2 separate regions of the Sus scrofa genome follow, and region 1 is linked to region 2. Evidence: chromatin contacts called from public HiChIP or PLAC-seq data. All regions are on one chromosome and are shown on one strand. The core of a region is the stretch at or near the end of the contact, and the rest is flanking DNA. Distances in the headings are between cores, read along the strand shown. Region 1 holds the start of GNG10 (guanine nucleotide-binding protein G(I)/G(S)/G(O) subunit gamma-10). Region 2 holds the start of PTGR1 (prostaglandin reductase 1).

Region 1 (6,093 bases), core at 798-3,297, 58 kb after region 2:
AAAGCTGTATGTTTCAGGTGGCCGTCAGGGTGTTAAGGAATAAAACAGTAGGTAAATGAACTATGATCCAGTTGTATAATGGAACACCATGCAGATGAAGAGCATACTGATAGATGAAGAGCATTTTTTTTTTTTTTCTTTTTGCCTTTTCTAGGGCCACTCCCGCAGCATATGGAGGTTCCCAGGCTAGGGGTCGAATCGGAGCTGTAGCCACCAGCCTACGCCAGAGCCACAGCAATGCGGGATCCGAGCCGCGTCTGCGACCTACACCACAGCGTTGCCGGATCGTTAAGCACTGAGCAAGGGCAGGGACCGAACCCGAAACCTCATGGTTCCTAGTCGGATTCATTAACCACCGCGCCACGACGGGAACTCCGATTTTTTTTTTTTTTTTAACTGCCCCTGGCCCCCTTTTAGTATCAGAATCCTGGTTTTCCTTTGGGAAATTGTCTCCCCCTTGCAGTCCATATGGTTCGGGTGGGTGATGTCCTCGTTTGAGTTCCCTGGAGAAAAAGGCTGAGATGGAGCTTTTCTCGCAGAAAGCCTGTTGGGAAGTGTCAGAACGCCTGTGGGGGAGTCTAGGAACTGGGAGTTAGGCAGAGAGAGGAACTGAACTCTGAAGCGGCTGCCATAAAGGCCTCAGATGACTGCTGAGTGGAGCACTGGAGCTAGGATCGTCTTTCAATGTTGTGCCAACTCGAGGCAAGGAGGGTGGGGTTCAGATTTTCTACAGCCTCACATCAGTCACTGGGTGACAGCTGACACCAGGAAGGGTGGCTCTCTGGCTAAGGGCAGTTCCCAAGGGGACTCAGCTGAGAGGTATCAGCGGGTTGCTACTCCCAGCAGGTGAAAGGAGTACCTTAGTCCTAAATGGGGAAGTTGGGTGGTACACCACAGCACCCACTAGCTCACCCCACCTCTCATCCCGCTCTGGGCCTGGTGCAGCTAGTCTGAGCATTCCAACACTACAAAACCCTTGCCTTCAAATAGGGATTGGTTCAGGGGTGGACAGGTGACTCAATAAGATCCGTGAGATTCATCAGAGGGATTTTGCTGTAACAACTAGAAAAGCGCTACTATCCCTGGGTTTCTTGAACTGGGACACTGAAGGCATGGAACCTTCCTTCACGGCACTAGGAGGAGTGAGTCTATTTAGCATCTAGAAAACAAGGTCAACACTCAGAAAAAGCAGAGCGGAGAGATGGAGAATGAGAGTGCTACAGCTATTATTTGAGCAATTAAATTTGAAAGTTCCTGGGCTTTCCAGTTACACAAGCTAGTATGTTACCTTTTTGCAGTACTTAGGTGGGTACTGACACACAAAGGCGCGAAAGAATTATTAGGAAATATTCATAACACATTAAGTGAAAAAAATCCACAAATAATACACACTTTACTTATACTAATGATTCCAGTTTTGTAAAACAAACGGACGTCCACTATAAAAAAAGAAAATGCAGCACAACAGAAACAATAGTTACAGTTCAAGGGCCAGATGGGAGTGAGAAGGCTGAATTTAATTTTCTTCTCTACGTTCCGCAAAGATGTTAGGGTCTGAGATTTTACCCTGCTTACCTTCCTAACCCTAACGCGTGGTAGGACTCCCGCCAAACAATAACAGGCTAATGTATACACCTGTTTCTGTTCCGTGGCAATCCTCACCCCCCCTGAGATAACACTCTCGCAGGGCTTAGAAGCCTTCACGTCTGGCTTATTTCTCCCACTCACTTCACCCCTTGCCCCAGCCACACACAGTCCCAGTTCTGGTTCACCAGGCACGCGTCTTTGCTTTCTCCATTCCCACACTCTACACCCACCCCTGCTCCTCCCAAAGCCCTAGAAGCTTCGATGTGGAGGAGGTGAGCGCCCCTGCGTGGGGGGCGACGCGCCACAGGGGACAGAGTTTAGAAGGCAGAATTAAGTGTCAGGCAACTCGGAACCCCAAGGTGTCGCTTACCTGCGGCGTCTGTGTCAACGCGGGGAGCTGCGGAGCGGCGGGGCGGAGCGGGGCCGGGCTCCCGCGGCGGGGCGGGGCGGGGCGGGGCTCCGGCGGCGGGGCGGGGCCGGGCGCAGCGGCTTCCCCGCCCCGGGGCGGTGCCGAGCCTCTGGGCCTCGTTATCTGCCGGCGCCCGGCCGCCCGCCCGCAGTCCAGGTCGCCGCCATGTCTTCCGGGGCCAGCGTGAGCGCCCTGCAGCGCCTGGTGGAGCAGCTCAAGCTGGAGGCCAGCGTGGAGAGGATCAAGGTGAGGCCCTCGCCAGCGCCTGGCCTCGGGGCGTGGAAACCGCCCGCTCCCGCCCCGCCCCGGCATCTGTGGGCCGGAGAAGAGGAGGCCGCGCCGGAGCCGGGGGCTGCGGGACCCGCCCGTTGGCGAGCGAGCCCGCAGGGTCCGCGGAGCAGCGGCGGGACGGGTGAGCCGCCCAGAGGACGTTGCTTTCGGTTCGGCCTCGTTGGGTCGGGGGCCGCGCGGTGGCGGCTTGAACCCAGGCGCCCGTGAGAGGCGGGGACGCGGGGGGCCCAAGGCGGGTCGACCGGCCTGGGGGCGCCGGGGAGACGCGCCTGTCCTCGCGAGGGTTGTCCGGGACCGAGAGCCCCGGGGGCGGTCTCGTTTCAGTGATGTGGACACAGTGACTCGGGTGCGGGGCCGACGCGAGGACACCGGGATCGCGGGGGACGCGCTAGTGGCCGGGATTCGGCTGGTGCGGGAGGATGGGGTCCAGAGCTGCGGAGGCGACTGCACCGACGGGCCTTGGTGATGGGTTGATAGGATGAGGGAGGAGGAGGGCGCTGCTCGGGTTTCTGGCCTGGTGGGATGGATGGCGTTGCCATTCGCTACGGTAGACAGAGGAGATCATCTGATGCATCTAGTTTCGGATACGTGGACTTTGAGGGGATGCCCAGGAGGTGTTTGGCAGCCTGGGCTGAAACTCAAGAGAACAAAACCGAAAGAACATACAAGGGTGAAAACTGTAGAAAGAGACCAGATCGTGGAACCCAGGGACCGACCGAAAGAGGTGGTCTCGAGAAGAGCAGGAGCAAGAGAAAGCAAGGTTACCGAAGTGGGGAAGGAAGATGGGGTTTTCATAGATGTGGGACTTAGTCAACATGTCCATTATTTAGTCAGTTGATGAAAAAGCATTTGTTGTGTAATTGTGGTTAGCAACAAGCATAGATCATTTTTTCGTAGACTGTGTGTGGTGAATGAACGAACACCGTTGTGATATTCCGTGAACCTCAGTAATGCCTTTTCTCTGTACCACACCCTATCCTAGGTATTCAGAATATGGTGATTCTAATGGGGAAGATAAACGATAAACACATGAACCAATAAATAAAATAATTTCGGAGAGTATGTGTTGTGGAAACAATTAAAGAAGGTAAAGAGAGAGTTGTGGAATGCAGACGTTTCAGGGACATGTAGTAGTAGAAGTGGGATCTAGATTGTAACAGGGTAAGCAGATTTTTTTTGAAAAAACTCGTTTTAAAGAGGAAACTTTCGATTTAGAAAATGAAAAGCTGTATTTTGAGGCTGAGAGGAAGGAACAAACTATTTTTAGGTCAAGGGGGAGAAACAAATGGAGAAGGAAAACTGGAGGTAGAGACAGAGTTTGTGGGGGGCCTGGGATTGGAGGGGCACCTTCTGAATCAGGAAGAAAGGAGGAAGTATATGTGTAAACATAGATGTTTCCAGATACGGGCTTAAGGAGGGTATGATGACAGTTATCTTTGTGAAATAGGAAGCCAAGTTTTCTTCTAGGAGGGAAGAAAGGGAACTAATGGAGTCACAAGGGTGGAGGATGGGGGAGAGAGTGCTGTTGAGAATGGGAGAGGAACCACCCCCCCCACCCCCACCCCACCCCCCCACCCCCCCACCCCCCCCCCCCCCCCCCCCCCCCGCCAGCAGGCACATCCCTGGACACCCTGTGATTCTGGGTTCTGGGTCAAGACACAGATAAGGAGATTGATTGGCTTTTTTTTTTTTTCCCCTCCCCCTAGCAGCATTTGCCCTCCAAGAATCTGAGTGCTCAAGGTGGGTGGTAGCTGATCAAGCAGAGGGTTAGCAAGGGCAGTATGTCAGAAAGATAGAAATGAGGTGGAGAGCAAGGAGTTTGAGGGTCTGGCCAGCACTTAGGCTGGATGGAGAAGGAGAAGACACAGAGCCAGCTTCCTGGTGATGGGCAGGACAGAAAAAGGAGGAGGTGTCCTCCTGAGGTCAAAGAGCAAGTATAGTGAGAAGAAAAGAAGCAGCACCCTGGATGGGCAGAAGAGATTGTGACTGGAACGTAGGATGTTGGAGTGCAAACTTTCAGATGTGGAGCAGTTACAGGTGATGGAACTATTTGGCCTTGAGGAGAAGATTGGTTGAGGAGAGGAGATCAGGGAACTGAACTAGGGTTGTTGGAAAGGCATGTTCTAAGGTGGAAAGAAAAACTGCCAGCTGGTTGCCTGGCTACCATGTGAAGCAGCTGGCGAAGATATTCTTACCTACATTTAAAAAATAATTACAGGTGGAGTTCCCGTTGTGGCTCAGTGGTTAATGAGTCTGACTAGGAACCATGAGGTTCTGGGTTTGATGCCTGGCTCACTGGGTTAAGGATCTGGTGTTGCCGTGAGCTGTGGTGTAGGCCGATGGCTACAGCTCTGATTCCACCTCTAGCCTGGGAACCTCCATATGCCACGGGTGTGGCCCTAGAAAAGACAGAAAGACAAATAATAATAATAATAATAATAATAATAATAATTACAATTATGAGAGATGCACCTGAGACTCAGAGAATTCAAGTGAATTGCTCAAAATCATAGACAGTAAGCTCATTTGCAGGGTGTCCTCATGGGAGGATGGTTTGGGGGTACTTGGCAGGGCTTTTCTCAGGGCAGCACCCATGTGACAGCATTCTGAGGTCTGGTCTGCCTCATTTCAGGGCTCATTGACAGTTAGATGTTCTCAGCCCGCTCAGACTTTAGCAGACTTGCTAACTGGTAAATAAAGCAAATACCAGTTTCCTAGCATATGATGGAGGGTGCCCCTTCCAGAGATTGGAATACTCAGTATCTTTCTAAGGACCTCTTCTTTTTTTGGAGATGTCTCTCAGGAGGTCATGGGTCATCCTGGGCCCAAACCAAGCAAAGCCATATAATTTGGGTGGGGATTATCCTACCTTCATTGGGAGAATACAACTTCAAAGGGCTTCCAAATTTCTTTTGAATTAGGAACATGTATAAAATCAGTACTTCTAATTATAATTAACATGAAAATGTCAGAACTTCCGTTGAGGGCACGGTGAGCTTAAACATTAGTTTGGTAAGATTATATTATGTGTCTTTCTGGTATAAAGTAAACTGTTCTTACATTAATGAAATCAAAATTCCTAAAGCATTCTAGAAACTAGATTATAACTGATACCTAAGGAATTGATTTTAGAGTTATTTGGAAGTTTGGAAAATTAATACCAATTGGTAGTAATACTTGAGCAGTTGGAATGCTTTTGTACAATATGAGTTAGATTTTATACAAAACACTTTTTCTATGCAAGAAAAATGGAAAACAAGGAAAGCCTCCAAGTATAGCTATGCATCCAGTGGGGGCTGATGTGTCAGTGCTGCCTAATACACTTCTTTAAAACTCAGTGGTTTCAAACAACCTTCATAAACTCACAGTTCTTAGATTAACAGTTTAAGGTGGGCTCAGCCATATAGTCTTTGCTGGATTCTCCATGTGTCTGCATTCAGACGGAGGGTTGGCTGATGGCTGGATGATCTAGGATAGCTTCAGTCACAGGTCTGGAGGTTGGCAGGCAGGTGGCTGGGGTGAGGCTGGCTGGTTCTCCTCCACAGCAAGCTTGGGCTCATTTGATGGTGGCCTTAGGGTTCCAACCACAGCAAGAGAAGTAGTTGCTTTTGGGGCCTAGACTTGGAACTTGCCTGTTATTTCTGCCACATTGTCCTGGTCAAGCAAGTCACAGGGCCAGCCCAGATTCAAGAGGTGGATAAGACTCTACTTCTTGGTGGGTGGAGCTGCAAAATATTGTGACTTTTTGTAGTCTGCCACAAATGATTGCTTACTATGTGTCAGCACTATTCTTAGTGCTTTATGTG
Region 2 (6,116 bases), core at 3,084-5,583:
AAATTTGAGTTTGGCCTCTTTTATTTTGGAGGGAAGCAATTTTAGTGAATGATGGGAGATGAATTGTGCATTTTAAGATAGGGGATAGGAGTTCCCATCGTGACGCAGTGGTTAACGAATCCGACTAGAAACCATGAGGTTGCGGGTTCGGTCCCTGGCCTCGCTCAGTGGGTTAAGGATCCGGCGTTGCTGTGAGCTGTGGTGTAGGTTGCAAAAGCAGCTCGGATCCCGCGTTGCTGTGGCTCTGGTGTAGGTCGGTGGCTACAGCTCCGATTCGACCCCTAGCCTGGGAACCTCCATATGCCGTGGGAGGGGCCCTAGAAAAGGCAAAAAGACCAAAAAAAAAAAAAAAGATAGGGGAGGGAGGTAAAAGGGCCGACATAATCCCTCACTGCTCTGCTCTGCTCAGACCTTTGCCTGAAAATGATGAGCATCTAGAAGCCCATCAATGACATCACACTGGGAGAAACAGGGGAAATGACAGTGTTTTGAATCAGCCAGATACTTTACAAGATTGACCACTTCAAAAGAGTGTCCAACACACCAGAATTTTCAGAAGGGAAAAATACCTCATGTAAGGATCCACGGTGAGGAACAAAGCTTCCAAGAGGACCTCTACAAAATAAAGCATTCCACAGGCAGTTAGAAACCCAGGCCCGGCGCCTTTTCTCTGACTTTCTAAATAAACATAGGCTGTCTTTCTGCTTCAGGACTGCCCTTTCACCTGTGCTTTCTACTGAAGAGACAAGAAGAGCTCTCCCATTTGGTCCAGTCCAATTAAGAAAAGTCAAAAATTATTAGGGAGCTCTCATTGTGGCTCAGCAGGTTAAGGACCAGACATTTTTCTCTGTAAGGATGCAGGTTCTATCCCTGCCTTTGCTCAGTGGGTTAGAGGATCCAGCACTGCCACGAGCTGGGGCATAGGTCGCAGGGGCAGCTCAGATCTGGTGTTGCTGCAGCCGCAGCTGATTTGACCACTGGCCTGGGATCTTCCATATGCCACAGGTGTGGCCTTAAAAATAATTAAAAAAAGTAAAAATGATTGGAGTTTCTGAGTAGCAAATCGGATTAAGAATCCATCATTGTCACTGTGGCAGCTTGGGTTGCTACGGTGGTATAGGTTAGATCCCTGGCATGGGAATTTCCATATGCTGTAGGCATAGCCAAAAAAAAAAAAAAAAAAAAAAAAAAAAAAAAACCCTTAAAATTATTTCACTTATTTTTTTTTTAGGGCTGCACCCATGGCGTATGGAGGTTCCCAGGCTAGGGGTCGAATTGGAGCTGCAGCTGCCTGCCTGTGCCACAGCCATAGCAACGTCAGATCCAAGCCACTTCTACGACCTACACCACAGCTCACAGCAATGCTGGATCTTTAACCCACTGAGCAAGGCCAGGGATTGAACCTGCAACCTCATGGTTCCTAGTTGGATTTGTTTCCGCTGCGCCATGACGGGAACTCCCTCATTGTGGTTTTGATTTGCCTTTCTCCCGTGGCCAGGGATATCGAGCATATTTTTACTAGTCGGATTTGCTTCCACTGAGACACAATGGGAACACCTACATTTTTTAATAAAAGTAAAAATTATGATTATTTACTCGGCACTCACTCCATGCTTTATACAGGTTATTTCATATGATGTTCTTTGCAATTATTGTTTCCATTTTATTTGAGCTTAGATTAAGGAACTTGCACAGGGCCATGTCACAGGGCTCACACAGGATTTTATTACTAATCTCAGTTGGCATTAAAAATATATATGCACTTTGCTGGAGTGACCTCATGCATGCATTCTCTGGAATTTTGATCCTGAGTCCTGACTATCCCAACCTAGAGGGAAACCTGCCATGCTACTTGATTGCACGCCTTTTTCTCCAAGCTTGCCTACCTGAAAACAGCCCTTGGAGACACCCCTTAGCATGTGCTCTGCAAAGCTCATCTCCAAACTCGCGATGGGGTACGTTGCCATTTCTCTCCCTTCCATTTCTGCACGTTGGCCTTGTCCCTCCACTCCCCCCAAGAGCACGGGAGGCCCCTCAGTGCAGAAGGAGGGTTTTCCCCTCCTTGTCTGCTCACAGGGATAGTCTGAGCTGTGCACGCGGCTGCCAGGCAGTGCTGATCCCACTGTCATCATGAGGCTCACCAGACAGAGAGGAAGTCCTCCCCAGGGTCTGGCAAAAGTCATGAAGGACAAAGCACCCAAACGTGCGTTTCAGTTACCAGGGGAAGCAGAGGGATCCTCCGCTGTGGCGTGGAGGTTTCACACAGACAGCCTTGAAAAGCTCTCTGTGGCAGACTGCACAAGGACCATAGGTACCACCCACCCCTGGGTGAAGGCCTCTTGGCCATCCTCTCATCAGGAAGTCTGTTGCCACCCCTTGAGTCTGGGCTTGGCTATGTGACTGGCTTTGGTGAACAGCATGCTCGCAGAGATGATACAAGCTTGAAAAGTGTTTGCAAATTGGACTTGCCAATTCCTGCTGCCCTAGACTTATGAAATCACAGCAAAAACAAAGAGCTCCCGCCAGCCTGCTGGAAGGGTCACACAGACGAGAAGTGAGGCACACACCTCAGTAGAAAGCCAGCTAACCACCAGACATGTGAGGGACACTCATCCTGAATTAACCACTTAACCCGGGTAGGACCACCCACTTAATCCCGCCCAAACTGCCACCCCCCCAGAATTGTGAACTAATCGGTGATTGTGGTTTGAAGTCACTGAGTGTGGAGGTAGTGTATTATTCAGCAAAGGCAAACGGATATGGTTTCTTCTAACTTAAATCTTCTGAATCTGACTTACCTCCATTTTTTAAGGGCGGGAGTTCAACTGTCTTCAGTTCAAAGTTGCTAGGAGTAGGGTAGCCTACAAAATGCTTCTTCAGGGTCCAGCTCTTAGCACGAACCATCCTGAAGCTCCTAGAACACAGTAAACGTAGTCAAGCCTCTGAAGGGACTGGATTCTTACAGCTCCCTACGCATTGCACTGAGGGGGGAATGGCAGGCTCTACCCATCATCAACTTCATCATGAACAGTTAACATCCATCACATTTACTTAGTATTCACTGTTTCTATTGATCTGTTAAGCACTTCATACTTATCAACTCCTTCTATCCTCATAACTTCCCTCTAAGACAGCCGTTATTATCATGGTCAGTGTACAGATGAGGAAACAGTGGCTACGTCGGAAATCTCCAACGCAAGGAATAATGTGAACCCACACAAATTCTTCCTAGCCACTGCGAAGGTTTCGTTAGGGCACTGAACAGCTACCTGGCGTGCAAATATTCCACTTCTCTCCTCACATGAAGCGAATTCTAAGGAAAAGCATCAAACACAACCAAATCGAAGTCTATGCACGTCTCTCAGATGGACAGCTTTGCCTTCCGAGGCAAGCCGTCTCAGGAACACATGACAACCACCGGGCGGCGCTGCTGCTCAGGCGCGAGTTCTCTTTGGCACCAAAGGGGAAATCGAGGGTCAGTGTTTAAACTTGCCTGCACACAAGGCCAAGAGACGATGACTCAGGCGGCCCTGAGCTCTCGGGGTAGCACCTCAGGCTTGGACCGATCTCTTCCGCATCACATGGGAGCCGTGCCTTCCCCCAGGGGGAATCGGCTGCAAACGCGCCCGCAGGGGCTGGCCCTTTCTTTCCTTTCCCGCCCAGTGCTCGCGATTGGGGCCAGTGGCAGCCTGGAGGGGACACTTCCGTATTGCAGACACAGCGGTCGGGGTGGTGCGACCCGCAACTGTGCGGGTCCTACTTGTCTCTTTTTCCACAGAAAGACAGCCGCTGCGAATTCTGGACTCACCCAAAGTCCAGAAGCTTCCCTGTAAAGGGCATGGCCGCCGAGGCAGCTGAAGATCCCGGTGAGTCCCCACCCGCCAGAGGAACGGGGCCTGGTGGGATGCCAGGTCCGGGCACACTCGCCTCCAGATCCCACCTCCTCGCCTCGCCCACACCCGTGTCTTAACCGAATTCCGACGCCTTTCTTCTTCCACACCTGTCTCAGGTTTGCAGTCCCGCAAGTTCCTTAGCCAGCCCCCTCCCCCGGGCAGGCAGCTAAGCCGCGCACCCACAACGCTGCCAGGCAATGGCCTTCCCTCTCGCAGCCCTTTCCGATCGCTTCAGGAATCTGCATGGACCAGGAAGCATCAGTCGGGACATCCTGTTTCCAAGTTTCCTCTGAGTGCAAGACGCAGAGTGGCACAGCGTTACGAGAGGGCGAGCAATCTGCAAACGCCGAGCTACAGGGGAGCCTAGAAACGGCAGGGACAAAGGGTGGGGTGTGGAAGTTTACTTACAGGAGTCTGCAGGCTCCACTACCTAAAGCAGGTGGTTGGGACTGCGCCGCAGAGCGTCTGGAGCCGGTGTTTAGGTGGATCCCCGAAGGGGGTGAGGCTTGAGGCTTTCCCCAGGGCGGGGCTTTCTGGAAGGGTGGGGGGAAATGCTGCGTAGGAAAGCCAGCCCTGCCCCTTGCTGCTCAGGCAGGCAGGAGAGAGAGAAAAGGCGGGAAAGGCGGGTCTCCCAGCGGCCCCAGTCAGTCCCAGGCTTCCCACACTGTCAATTATAGACCCCCAACTCTGAGCCCAATCCTGGTCAGTCCTGTAAACGGAGAAATAATGCTAAGACCACAAATGTTACCCTTCTCCATAATCATTCAGTACATTTAGAAGGTTTCTCCCCTGGTTTTCACAAAAATGGAATCATTCCAAAGATAAGACTCAGCACCTTTTTCTTCAGCCTGAACATTCTCAGACCAGGGTTACCTAAACCAGTTGTGTTAACCAGGGTAGGATTCCTTTTTTCCCTTTGCTTGGTTTTCTTTCTTTCTCTCTTTTTTCAGAAGACTAATTTTACTTTTACCCGCTTTTGGTAATATGTGCAATGTTAGAATGCACTTGCATAACATGTAGTTAAGTAAATCAAATAAAGAATCCAGGTCATGAGTTACAGCACACGCTGGAAATTCTGAGAAAGGAGAACACACATTAACAAAAAACACCAGCAAGCTCAAACTCAGGTTTATATGCTGAGTATTTTTAAAGGCTTTAAAAAGCATGCTCAATCAGCATACAGCATTTTCTTCCTTATATAACAGATGTGCTTCTATTTGCTTGTTTACAGCAAAGGGTAAGATTCTGAATTAATTTACTTAGGATTTCAGAAATGCATTCCATGGATTTTGCTTCAATGCTCCTGCCATTGATTCTTCAAATAAGCAAAGTTCAGAGTTTCATCCTTTGAAATTGCTTTTAATCACTAGCAGTTTAAATTGAAAGATAATAAGTAGAAACCTGGCAATTCCTCATATACTGCCTGAACTTAAGTCTCATTTAATATAAGAGTTGGATATACAACAGCAAATTTATCCATTTTCTCTATCCTTAGAGGAGAGGGAAGGAAAATAAGATGAGGCATGGATATAGTTGCAGTGTTTAAGAGCTGAATGGAACAGTGAATCTTTCGTAATGCTCTCAACTCCATAATGAAGAACCACCATGAATCTTAATCAATTTTTTAGTTCATGCTGGATGAAGAATTTAGGTTTCCCTCTTTGTATATCATACTTCATATTCTCCAAGTTACAAAGGTTAAATTACAAAGATAAATTCTCCAAATTACAAAGGTTAAATTACAAAGATAAATTCTAGCTGCAACAGATATTTCCTAAGTAGGAGACCAAACAGCAAAGGGAACTCTTTCTTCCAACATTTGATATGTTAAAATTTCACTGAAGTGGTAATCTAACACTTAAAATATGAAATCTCTTGGCCAAGTAAGAAACAACCGCTACTATGGGTATTATCCTACTTAAATGTATCACATATTATATTAAACCCACCATTAAATGTGCTTGCACAGTTACACTGTGAATGATGATAGCAGTGACGATGCCAGTGAAAAAAGGACCATCTTTAGACCAAGAAGAGAAAAAAAATGTAAATACAAGTAGAAAGCAGACTTTAAAGAGTCGGTATTTTCCGATCTGAAAAGTACATTTTTAAATGATTTTTATTTTTTCCATTATAGTTGGTTTACAGTGTTGTCAATTTTCTACTGTATAGTGAAGTGACCCAGTCACACATACATATATACATTCTTTTTCTCACACTATC

Evidence for each region. HiChIP or PLAC-seq counts read pairs in DNA pulled down with a chosen protein or histone mark.
Region 1: a contact with region 2 is called in an H3K27ac HiChIP or PLAC-seq map of alveolar macrophages. The contact joins the promoter of GNG10 here to the promoter of PTGR1 in region 2. A contact is called at or near these places in 8 of 47 Hi-C or Micro-C datasets (embryonic fibroblasts, epiblast stem cells, liver and 4 more) and 1 of 2 datasets of contacts at active chromatin or transcription factors (alveolar macrophages).

The regions. Positions count from the first base shown.
Region 1 is chr1:252,450,962-252,457,054 of Sscrofa11.1, forward strand. GNG10 (guanine nucleotide-binding protein G(I)/G(S)/G(O) subunit gamma-10) reads left to right here and starts at 2,048. Exons shown (of 3, transcript XM_021067494.1): 1 at 2,048-2,242. The coding sequence starts at 2,162. LOC110256067 (a long non-coding RNA gene) reads right to left here and starts at 2,034. Exons shown (of 2, transcript XR_002337286.1): 1 at 1,958-2,034. LOC106509234 (a long non-coding RNA gene) reads left to right here and starts at 2,415. Exons shown (of 2, transcript XR_002337288.1): 1 at 2,415-2,696; 2 at 3,270-3,349.
Region 2 is chr1:252,391,100-252,397,215 of Sscrofa11.1, forward strand. PTGR1 (prostaglandin reductase 1) reads right to left here and starts at 4,334. Exons shown (of 10, transcript NM_214385.1): 1 at 4,302-4,334; 2 at 2,799-2,914; 3 at 570-615. The coding sequence starts at 2,904. LOC110256066 (a long non-coding RNA gene) reads left to right here and starts at 3,725. Exons shown (of 2, transcript XR_002337285.1): 1 at 3,725-3,866; 2 at 4,010-5,865.